Regions from separate parts of the Anser cygnoides genome. Here region 2 is linked to region 1. A link is a contact called in public Hi-C data. All regions are on one chromosome and are shown on one strand. Each heading gives the region's core, a stretch centred on a gene start, on an enhancer-like site or on the middle of the called end of the contact. The rest is flanking DNA. Distances are from core to core; before and after follow the strand shown.

Region 1 (5,657 bases), core at 1,521-4,020:
GCACAGCGCGGCGAGGTCCCCGAGGCTCCGTGCCTCCCGCTGCACGCTGCAACCGCGATGTGCAGGATACAGAAATAGCTTTAAAGTATGTATTATGTATCTGTGTTAGGATAACTACCAGCATTTTGCTTATGAATACTTATGGAGCCATGGAGAAGGTTCAGTGGCTTCCACTTTGCTAGAGCAGCCACCAATGCCCAGGCAATTTAATGAGCAGCCAAGGGAGGAGCTGAAAGCTTTGCGTGGACGTGCAGCCTCCCTTTACAGGTTGGAAGTGGGGTTTGTTAAGTCGCAGTTCTGGATGTGGACGTGGGACGTGATCCCTGGGTAGACGCTCTGCATGGGCAGCAGGACGCCGATTTTCTCTCCCTTCTTGATGGTGCCGCTGTACTTGACGGGTTTGATGTAAAACATCTTAATGCAGAATCCTGGCAAGAGGGAGGAGAGAACAGGAGAAACTGTTGTTCCTATGCAGTGCTATAAAAGCCTGGCAAAGTCATAACATTCAGTAGCAAAATATAAATGACAATAAAATGATTTGAGTTACAGCAGCAGGAGACATTGCAGAAAATGCTGTGATGTTCCTAGAGCATCAGGAAGAGAGAATAAGAAAAGAGATAATTAAATATGGAGGAGATTTGGAAGGGGATTAAGTTGGGTAGAACTGCATCAGCAATAAAAGGCTCTTCCTTTAATCATCCCAAATGTGCCAAGGGGCCAGCTCCATCCGTTAACCTTTTTCACAGATGTGAAATGCCATAACGTGGCATCAACTAATTTTCCTGCATAAACAGAGCTTGGCTTTCAAAGACGTGTTTTTTGTTTGGGTTCGTTAACAGGCAAACACCCTGCAGCTCAGGCAGGGGTCACACATTGGGGCTCCGCTTAAAATCCGATAAACAGCCGGGAGCGTTTTGCGATCAGGGGTTGCAAGCGCACATCCTTCAGCTTGCCTACCTGCTCCTGACAGCTGGACGCCGTTGTCGATGGCGTTGCCGTTCCCGTAGGGCTTGGCCTGTCTGTCGATCTTCCCCGCGAAGGGCGCGTACACCGCCGAGCCGTCTGTGCACACCACGTCCACCCCTTTGTGCTTCTTCCCCCCCCTGCAGAAGAGCAGACCCCGTGAGCAAGCAGCGGGTTGGTTCTCCTGCTGCCCCCCATCACCCTGCCCTGCCCCGAGCTCCAGGGAAGCAGCCCCAGAGCTCCAATCTCAAAGCTCCTCCACCCCACCCCGCTCCCCCCACCCCTATTTTGTGCTTATTTTTATTAAGAAAGCTTCAAGTGCTGTCCTGTCTTCGTGGCCCGGACCTGGGGGCGTCGTAGCGGCCGCAGCCGTGGTTGTCACAGCCTCGGATTTTGTTGGAGGGTTGACCTGCGCAGATTTTCCCCCATTGGCCTGCGGCAACTAGAAGAGAAGAGAAGGTGAAAGGCAGCAGCTAGCAAGGAGATTTCCCCACCCATGTTGTTTAACGCCTGCTATTGCTAAGTGCCACGCAGAGCTCTGAAAATCTAAAGGCCTGGTTGAAAGTCTGTTGAAATTAACAGTAAAGTCCCTTTGGACTTTGTTGTAAGCGTGGCTCAGGTTCGTGGAACCAGATAATTTGTTATCTTTTAATGGAAGTTAATTTTAGGGATGCTGTGAGATATCTTTGTTTTATGCTCTGTGCAATGACACTTGAGGGTACTTGCAGCAGTGACTTCAAGGCAAAGATGCAGAACAAACAGTTACAGAGTCGCAGAACCACCTAAGCCAGAAAAAACCTTCAATACCCAGTCCAACCACCCAGGTGATGGAGAACGGATCCAGCTTTCGCTGTCGTCACCCACAGCCAAACCCCTGCTGATAACACAGCCCCAGCCTCACCTGAGAGAGGAAGAGCTTTGTAGGGGAAACGGGGGGACAGGGGCGCCCTCCTTTACCTTCTGTAAGCCTCGAAGGGCCCCAGCCTCCCCCACCAAAGCACACGGGGTGCCCAAGTGAAGCTCTTTGGGGCTGGAGAACAGGGCCGGTATAGCAAAAAAGCAGCGGGCTGGGGTTTGTTTGTGTGCATCAACACCTCGCAGGCACCAGCCCTGCTGGCATCGGGGAGCATACACAAATGGGGAAATTATACGCCGAAGGACTGGTGTTAAAAGGTGCAGGAAACCTCTGATGCCTTCCTCAAGCTAAGCAGCCCTTTGTTCTAGGTGCTCTTCATTTATTTTAACTAATCAAGTATTCTTTATAGAAGCAAAGGTGATGACTTTAAATGCACAAACACCTCTGGGAACACCCTGTGCTCAGCAGGCTGACCTTTGAGTTAAAGGCTTTTAAGAAAAAATGCGTGCTGTTAGCGATGGGTGCGCCTCAGCTGACTCTGTTCTATTCAAGCAGTGTTAGTTCTCCTACAAAATTTTACTACAACTCTCTACCATAACTAAAATGGATTTTTCGATGTAGGTTTCAATGCAGTGTGAGACAAGTGATTTTCAAAAGCAAAAAATGGCACAGAATAAATCAGCTCCTAGACTTCATAAAGAAACAAACAAAAACAAAAAAAAAAGAAAGAAAAGAGAGAGAGTGTGAGAGAAGAAGAAGAAAATGCGTTTACAGCAATTGAGCTAACTTACCACTGGAGATGGCAATCAGCAGGATGACTGCTGTGACTCCGTGCATCTTGATGTACCTCGAGAGCTCTGCTTTCACAGCAAAAGGTCCAAACCACTTTGCTTTCTATTTATACATCCCAACAGAGGCTGTATCCCGATTTTTCCAGCCAATCAGAAAATTTACATGACATCAGCTTTTTTGCTTGCAGATTGGGGCCAGCAGCAAGAGTTGCCAGCAGCCCATGGGCTGCACCCCCAGCCTGGCTGATCGGTGTGTGCAGGCTCCAGCCCGTTTAGCAACACCAGCTGTGTGTTCTTGTTTGCTTTTGTTTACAACAAAAAAGAAGAATTTTAAAACCAAACATTAAAGACAGTTTGTAACTAGTTCTCTCTGTTCCTGCCTGTTGCCCAATCCTGATGTTTAGCAAGATGCCACGGGTGGAAAGGGGGAAAAGAACTCGAATATAAAAAATATATAAAAAATATATATACCTTTGCCGTCCCACCGTGGCTTGGAAGGAAATTCAGGCAGGTGGGCACAGCTCCGTGCCTTATGCAGAAAAAACTCTGTGTGTCCCAGCTCTGGTCAGGCAGCCCATGAGACGGGACCCCCGATCCCCATTCCTTCGTTAATGCATCCCAGATATTGCTTTGTCCATGATGACAAACCTGCAGCGCTAACGGCGTGGGCGATGTTTACAACCTTCACTGTTCCTGAACGGACAAAGTGCAGGACCCTGTGATATCGTGGCTGAGCAAATTTACGGGAAACGGAAGGAGAAGGGAGCAGCGGAGCATGAACAAGGCCAGCTCCAGAGTTGTTTCTGGGAACGGAGGGAGTGGGATGCCTGGTTTATAGCCAGGAGCTGGAAGTTGTTATCTGTGTGGCTCTCTGGCTGCCCGGTGCGTGCTCTTTGGTTTCTCTGTGCAGAAACAACCCCGTGCCCAGGTTGGACGTGGCTGTGGGTCAGGGCTGGCTCTCAGCCCGAATGCTGAGATGTGGTCATACCTCAACCATGTCAGATAAACTTGTATTACCTTAAATTCAGATTGTTAATTTATAATTTTGTTAGCAACTTACCAATCAACGTCAAAGAGGAGAAAAGAATGACTGAAGCAATGTTGTGCATTTTTCCAGAAGCTAAAAACCAGCTTTCCCTCCATATTCTCTTGCTAATAAATATCCTGAGGGATAACAAACCCTTTTTCAGCCCCCTTGGTTTCACGTTGCACGCTCAGTATAGTACAACAGAGGAAGCGTACCATGGTGAGACATGGCGGGGGAACCCACCAGCTTCTCCAAACACAACCCCGAGCCCTCTTGGCCATTGACCTGCTCCATTGCTGGCATTGCCCTGCAGTCAGAAGGCAGCAGCCGCAGCAGCTGGCTCCTGCACCTACCGTCTGGTAGGGGGCCCACCGGTGCCTGGGCACGTAGACCTTACAAAACAGGCATCTGCCCTTGTTTCACGCAGTTTGCACACAGAGCTTTTTGGAAACCTGGATTCCCGGGTGGGATATTTGTTCCTCCAGGGTCTTTTAATAAACTGCTGCCGTGCTGCCAGGGAGACTGCTGTGGTCTGCAAGGCAGGCCCCCCGTGCCCCTCTGTGAGACCCTTCGGCTTTGTTTTGGTTTTGCTGAGTTAGAAAGTTTCAGCAGAGCTAACTGAGTGAATTAAACACGGCAAAGACTGAATTATTTGCTGACATTTTTTGTTATTCCCTCAGATAAGGATCAGAGAGGTAAAGAATGACTAACTTGGGTTTGGCGTGAGCTGTGCAAGAGCAGCTGATGCCTCGCTTGACTTGCGTGCGTTTGCAGCACTGCCTTTGGTGGGAACTGCAGCCTTGCTCTGTGTGAGCAACGCTGCGAAGACTGAAGCACTGCATAATAGCTGCCAGTTTCTTCATGTTTTGCTTCTTGCTAGCTGTAGCCAAAGTTTATTATTATTATTATTATTGCTGTTATTATTTTGCATAAAATCAGCCAGAAAAGTGGCAGCAGTTGGCAGTTAATTTTGCATTGCTTGCAGGTGTGTGAAAGAATTAAAGCAAGGAGAGGGGGAGCAGGGCTGGGGGTTGTGCTTGTGGGGGCTCTGAGGAGCTCCCTGGGGGAAGGAGGAAGGATTCAGGAGTCCCTGTGGCAGGTGAGTGAGGCTTTTCCTCATCTCCTGTAGTGCTGGGAGCTGCTGAGAAGCAGGTGAGGTGGGTGGCTGGGTAGTGGCTGGTGGCCTCTCCTGCAGGGGAGAGGATCAGTAGCAAAGCGGTGATCTGCTCCCATGCAACTGAGCACAATCAAATCATGTGTAATTCAAGTAAGATCAAATTTAAATGGCAGCAACATTAAATCTTAGTCCCCAAAACTCATCAAATGCACTAAAAGCAATTTCCAAAGCTGTAGCCCTGCTGGGATCTAATAAACTTTTCATTAAGGAGGAAGTGTTTGACTCAGCCCCTCATTTAGCAAGATGAGGGTTTTTTTTCCCTTGTGGAAGGCATGCAAATAGCTGTAATAATTTTATTTCTGCTTTACCAAGTACCAAGGCATGACTGAGTTTGTCGGTGATGCTCTGAAGGATAGGAGTTCTCAGCCCAACTAGCTTATACTAAAAATGCTCTTAGTTCCTCTCCCCTAAAACCTGCAATTTGGAGGGTTTAACACAAGCACACTGGGTTTTGCTTTACAGGAGTTACTCAGCATATCAAACTAACAGACAGGAGCCTTCCTTTTTCTTCTGGTTATCAGTTATTACATCTTGAAACACCTAAATATGTTTGAAAGACTTTCAGATCAAAGTACAATTAAATCCTAGGGTAGAGGCAGATTGCAGTAATGACGAGAGGGCACCTTGGTTACCTAGGTGTCAGACTTACCTAAACATCCATTTTTTTTGGCGCTATTGCAGCTGAATTTCTAATGTGGAATTGAGGGAAGTAAGCCCCAAGGCATGGAACTGCAGATGTTTGTTATCAGTGGCTTTTTCCCTTTTATTTTTGGTGGAGGAGGATGCTGCGTGTGAGCTGCCCGAGGGGTGCTGAGCTGCGTGCCCCCGTCAGCTCTGCTCTTC
Region 2 (6,064 bases), core at 791-3,290, 130 kb after region 1:
CCCTTAGCAGAATCACGACCAAAAACCTAAATAAACCTTTTTAGTTTTCTCCCGCTGCCAGGCGTGACTCCCGTTACATTACCGAGCGTTTTCAGCAGCAGTTGAGAGAAACAGGTCTGGAAAGTAAACTCTCCTGCTCGGTGTGGAGCCGTTAGGTAAATACACCGTGTTTTACATTCAATGCTATGGCTTCATAAACGTGGGTAACAAGCTCCACCAGATGCACAAATCAGGGATTGTTGTTAATGCAAATATCCTTGTATGGGCACTGAATGGGGTGATGATGACATTTGCATACATATAGAGCTTAAACTGGAAACAAGGGGCATTTTTTTTTTTTTGCATGAAACCGTATAAATTTGCTAAAGCGTCACCTCTTTAGTTCATAGTAGAGCTTTTTATTTACAGCTATTCTGATTTGCATATGGCATATTTTTTCAGCAATCTTTTCCTGCGATGCAGCCTATTATTTTAAAGAGGGTTGAATCCACTCACTGACATATGGAAAAAAAAAAAAAAAAAAGTCTTATTGCACAGGGTTTCTGGTTCCCGCTACTGTGGTAAGACATTGTTTCTCTCTCGTGTCAGACAGCTTGTGTCCTCCACGGGCTCCTTGCTTCTCGGAGGGATCTGTCGTAAGGAAGAGTAGCAAAAAAAGAATTTTTCAGCTGGCAGTTTATGAAGAGCACAATGAGCGTCACAGTCAAGAGCAGAAAGAAAAACAGAATGATGTAAGTCACCAGGTCGGGCTTATTTATTTCCCCTTCTTTTAACACCCTGGCTGTCGACATGTACAGCGCCGAGGAGCTCACGGGTCTCTGGGTGCTGCTTAGGTAGGGCGTGTTGGTCTGAATGATGAGGTGAGCTTCGGTGGCACTGGTTGAATTTAGCAATTCACTATACATGTTCTTGCTTAAATTTCCTCCACGGTAGAAGTAAAGAAGGAGAGCACACACGGTCACTCTTTGGCATAGGAAGGGAATAACACTGCTGCTCGTAAAAGGCTGAGAGCGAGCCACATTTTGTCTACGAGTAAAAGCAAATTAATTCCCTCGCACGGCTTAGGGAGTTTCTTTTAAATTTCTGTGGCTCCTAGTTACAGCATTCATCCCCGGCTAGGAAGGAAAACCGGTGCGGGTACCTCGGTCCTGCGGCGTGGGGGCTCCGGGGCCACGGGGCGTGCATGGGAGCGCTCGGGGGGCAGCGGGGCTTCGGCGGGCGCCGCTCGCTCTCCGTCAAGGGGCAGGCACAGCGGGCTTCCAGGTGCTTTTCCGAAGTGGGATGCACGCGAATCCGGGGTTAAACGGGATCTGCGGAGAGAGGCAGCTGCCGCTTTGGCATCCTGCTGGGCTCGCCGTCGCCAGTTGCTCCCCCGGGATCCTCCTCGCTGCCGAAATCCCAGTGCTGGGAAGCATTGGTGGACTTTCTTAATCCCAGTTAGCAGCGCACCGGGTAGCCAACGTTCAGATGAGCTTGCTGCTTTAGCCTTCTAGGCATTCCTTTTGGCTTCTTTGAGAGACAAAAAATCAAAATAAATAAAAAAAAATCCAAGACCAAGGTCCCTTTGTTTAAAAAAGAGAGAGCAAAAAGCCTCCCCAGAAATTGGAGGGGGTGGCAGTTTGGAAACCTCTTCTCTGCCCTTGCCTCACGGCGCTGCGAAGTGGGACTGTGCAGAATTGTGTCAAACGGGACTTTTCCTCCCGACAGAGGCTCCACTGCAGCGTCACTTGCTACCGGGGGAAGGGAGGAATTGCACGGTGGTGCCGGCGGGCTCTGAAGTCCGCCGTGTCTGGCAGTGACATGATGCTAAGGGAAGAGATCCGCCGATAAAGCCCTGCGAGAGCCCGGGGCTCTGCTGAGAGGTTCTGAGCCGGGGGAGGGTAACAGGGGATGGGACAGAAAGAAAATTGCTTCAAAATCTCTTTCTTCCTCAGACCTCTATTGTTAAAATTGCTCTCTCTAGCATAAATAGAAGATGCCTTTTTTCTTCCTTTCTTTTTTTTTTTTTTTCCCTCTTCACTTGGGCCCCAGCACCCTCTCCAGCCTGACAATTAGCATGTTAATTTTTTTTTCATCAAATTGCTTTTATGCTGCTATTAGCTGCTGGCTGCTCGCCAGCTCCCTCTCACACTCTCACTCCCGTGCATCAGATAAGCCCGGTTAATACTTCGGTTTAGCTCAGTGCCACTTGGGAAGGGGGCAAAGGGGGGGGGTGGAGAGGAGCTGGGAAGAGAGGAGAGCTTGGGAACTTGACAGAAGAAAGTGTCAAACATGCTCTCCATCCCCAGGGTACCGGTCCCAGCAAACATTAATGCTGCTTATGACGAGCCATTGCAGCTGACGGTCCAGGGAGGTTAAACATTTCAATTAGCATAATAAATGTTTCCGCCACGAGAGAGGGAATTAAAAGAGGAGAAATACGCAGGTCAAGCAGACTTAAATCAAAGAAAACAAAGTCTCTGCTTAAAGGCAACGCTCTCCAAGGCCTTGTGCAGCATCTTCCTGACCTTCTGGCAATCTGTGAGTGCCTGGGGGAGTCCCGCGGGCCTCCAGCCCGTCTCAGAGGCAGGGGATGGCTCTCATGTCCCTATGGCCCCATGCCCACATCCTCCTGCTTCTGGACCTGCTGCTACCCATGTGTTTGCCTCCAAGCCTTGAGTCAAGAATTGAATTCAAAGGGAGATGTTCCTCTACAGTTTCTGCTGTTTTTATTTTATTTTATTTTATTTTATTTTATTTTATTTTATTTTATTTTATTTTATTTTATTTTATTTATTTTTTTCCTTTTTTTTCCCCCTTTTCAGCCAAAGCGAGCTGACTCCCACATGCTGCTCTCCAAAGAGCCCGGGTTCCTCTCCCTGTCTGTTTAACACTGGAGCAGGAGGCATGGCTCCTCCTGGGGACATTTCTCCTGCCTGCAGAGCAACCGTGGTTACACATATTTACTCTGCATGGGTTCAAAGAACAGGACAGAGAGGCAGGCAGCCAGCACAGGGGCTGGAAAAGTCAACAGAGTCATAAAAAAGCTAATATAGTTTGCAACTGTTTTACCTATCATGTCTCCTTGCAGTCAGGGAGGTTTGGAGCAGCAGCGGGACGTGGATGGCTGGAGGTCTGGATGTCTTTCCAGCACCCTCCCCTCTTCCTCCCTGAACTTCTGTCCAGTTTAACCAAACTTTGCGTCCTTTCTTTGCTTATTTATTTTGTTGAGTTTGTTAGTCCGTAGGAAAAGCAGAAAGGCAGCTGGGGGCTGAGCGCTATAAATAGCAAGGAGTCTACGTGTTCCACTTTAGCACAAAGTTTATTAAAAAGGCTTGTCTGCAAACGTTACCAACTCTGAAATACAGGGGGAAAACGCTGCCATGGATGTGCCCAAGTGGCACATCAGGGGACGCTCCTGGGAGCCACCAGAGGTGTCCCCAGGGGCAGGTGGCACTGCCAGGAGGGCTCTGAGCCTCCCCTTTCCCTCCCGTTTGCATGCAGGTTGCAAACGCGGACACAGAGCCAGAATATTTTCCCTTTTGCTCCAACAAAATGTTATCTCGTGCTCTCGAAATATTTGTTTTTTGCCCTGAGGATGCAATTGTGCAGCACCAGTACCATCGCTTTGGGCTGAGGACTGTTGCTAATGGTCACGGTCCAAGCACCTGGCAGCCAGTGCTGGAATAAATCCTCTGGTGTTTTACAAGCGCCCTGTGTGCGTGCAGGCTCTGGAGTGTGTAAAACTCCTCCTGTTTTTTTGGCTGTCTGTCTGAGGCTGATAGAGAAACAGATGAGAAGCCCTGGGAGTAAATCAAATGTGTTTTCAACAGCACCATATCCGGGCTTAATCTCAAAAAACCTAAATTGCCATAAATAATACGTTAATTGCAAAAAATAAGAGCTGATCCTTTCCCTCTGTTTCCCTTAATTTGGAAGCTCATTTAAAGTCTTCAGTTCCTTGTAATTTTTCCTCATTAACTTACTTCTTACTTAGTACCTTTGTTATTGTTGCTTGTTTTCTATTTCTCTTTGTTTAAGGTTTCCAGCACGTAATGACCTGTTTTGGTAAGGTTTTAATGTGCGCTGGAAGTGGTGCTGTGAGGACACACGTCGGGGCTCTGGCGGTGGCTGGAGTTTAGCAGCAATAAACCCCGCGGCGCTGTGGCTTCCTGGCACGCTTGGAAGCTGGGCCAGCGTCCTCATCCCTGGTGGCATCACTGGGATGAGCCTTGGGGCCCTGTGGGCCCTTGCTGTCATGGAGACAGGGCTGAGCACCATTTCTGTGTTGTGAGAGGCCCAAATTCTTCGTTCGGGTGCCCGTGCCCAGCAGCTCCTTCTGCTGCAGTCAGTTCTGCCCAAGTAAAAGGGCTGCTCAGCCCCTCGAGGGGCTGCTCAGCCCCTCAGCCCCTTGCTCAGCCCCTTGAGGGGCTGCTCACCCATTCTGGGTGCTCAGCCTGGGGTGTCCCACCTGGATGTTGTCCCTCCGGCTGGGCCCAGGCCATTTATTTAGGGTCATGGTGACGTGCTGGCAGCTGCGGCCTAAGCTTGGCCCAGTCTTGCCGTAGCCTGATACAAATCCTGGCATAAAATCCCCAGGGCTGAAAGAAGGGAAACCAGCGCCTGTGAACCTCAGCACCGTTTGCTGGAGCTCTCTGGGTGGCCTGGGCCATCGCGTTTGCTTTAACAAACACTCAGCCAAGCTGCAAACAAACAGGATGCAAATCTTAGAGGGTGACCAGTGCTTGGGGTTTGGTTGTGCGGTGGAAGGCTGGAGCCTTTCCCCGTTTCCAAAGCGGTAAATAATGCATGATCTGTCTCTTCCACGCTTACGCAACCCCTACCATGATAAATATCAACCGAGGGAAATGAGAGTGGAAAGAGGCATTATCTTTCTCGGTAATGCAACCATTTACAATCTGCGTTACGATTCTTCTGCTCTGAGGAGTAAGTGGCAGTCGGGGGGATTGTTTCTGTTAGCAGACCAGAAATCACAAATCATGGGCTGTAATTTTCCAGTGTCACTTAGAAGCAGCCTTAAAACCTTAAAGAGGAGGGGAAATAAAAATAATATACAGAGGTTGTTTCCTTTTTTAATCCCTCTGAAGTAAAACACTTATTTCCAAGTGCCTGGGAATCAAATATTGAGGACCATATGTTCAAAGGCAGGGTCTTAAAGCTAATCACCAGACACCTAATGAGGGGATGCTGCCTTTGGTGCTTAAACACAAATCTGGATGCCTGAAGAAATTGGCCCAAGTGCTGAGAAGCCTGAAAATATTATTTAGTTTTTTTTTAGTAACTTTTGTCTCATATTTAAAACTGAGTTCTAACATTATGTTTCTCAGGGTGAGTTTTCACCAGCTGAAACAGAAGCATTTAGAAGGTGTCCAAAGAAGTCTGCGGACCCAGAGGAGATGGGAGCTTGTGTGCATCTTATCAGGGCTCTGCCCAAATCCTTCATTCATCCCATGTATTTGGGGAGGCTGTGGGGAACAGCATTTTTCATCTCTTTTCTTCTATACCTCTCTCTTCTCAAATGGAATAGAACAAGCCTCTCTCCAGGCTGCTGCATAAAGCACGTCCCACCTGCATGTAGCCCTCCCTCTGCATGTCCCACCTGTATGTTGTAAAACTTCCCATTTAACCATAACATTGGCTTCATGCAGGGAATTCTGATCAGGCAGGACTGCATGTGCCCACCAGCTTTTGAGAAAGTGTTGAACTCCCAGCTAGAAACCCTCTTTCTCTGGCATCACCCTATTTTTCCCTACCTTACTCTTGCGAGCATTAGGTTTTTGGAATGAGACAAGGATTGCTAGGGAAGCTTCACAGATCATCACGGGGCGTTTTATTATTGGAGCTTGTTTTTATTCATTGCTTCTTGCTTGTCTGGTGTCAGAAACGGTTCCTCCTTTTTTGCAGACATCTGGGCATGATCTGTCAGTGATGGGAAGCTGTGGCAGTTTCTGTCAGACAGTAAATGACAGGTTGGGTAGATGGGGTTTCTCTTTCTTCTCGAGTTATTGATTTTTGGTTTGTTTTTTAAGGTCCTCGATGACTGTAAATTTTGAGAGGAGCCAAC

Evidence for each region. Hi-C and Micro-C count contacts between places; a contact is called where the count stands out from the background.
Region 2: a Hi-C map of liver shows a contact between it and region 1, with 2.3 times the contacts expected there. The contact joins the promoter of SMIM32 here to the promoter of LECT2 in region 1. A contact is called at or near these places in 3 of 7 Hi-C or Micro-C datasets (granulosa cells and liver).

Annotation. Positions count from the first base shown.
Region 1 is chr14:3,822,293-3,827,949 of Taihu_goose_T2T_genome, forward strand. LECT2 (leukocyte cell derived chemotaxin 2) reads right to left here and starts at 2,771. Exons shown (of 4, transcript XM_013175706.3): 1 at 2,611-2,771; 2 at 1,309-1,405; 3 at 958-1,103; 4 at 1-428. The coding sequence starts at 2,656. The coding sequence ends at 262.
Region 2 is chr14:3,957,352-3,963,415 of Taihu_goose_T2T_genome, forward strand. It overlaps SMIM32 (small integral membrane protein 32), which reads right to left and starts at 2,041. Exons shown (of 1, transcript XM_048057053.2): 1 at 1-2,041. The coding sequence starts at 905. The coding sequence ends at 585.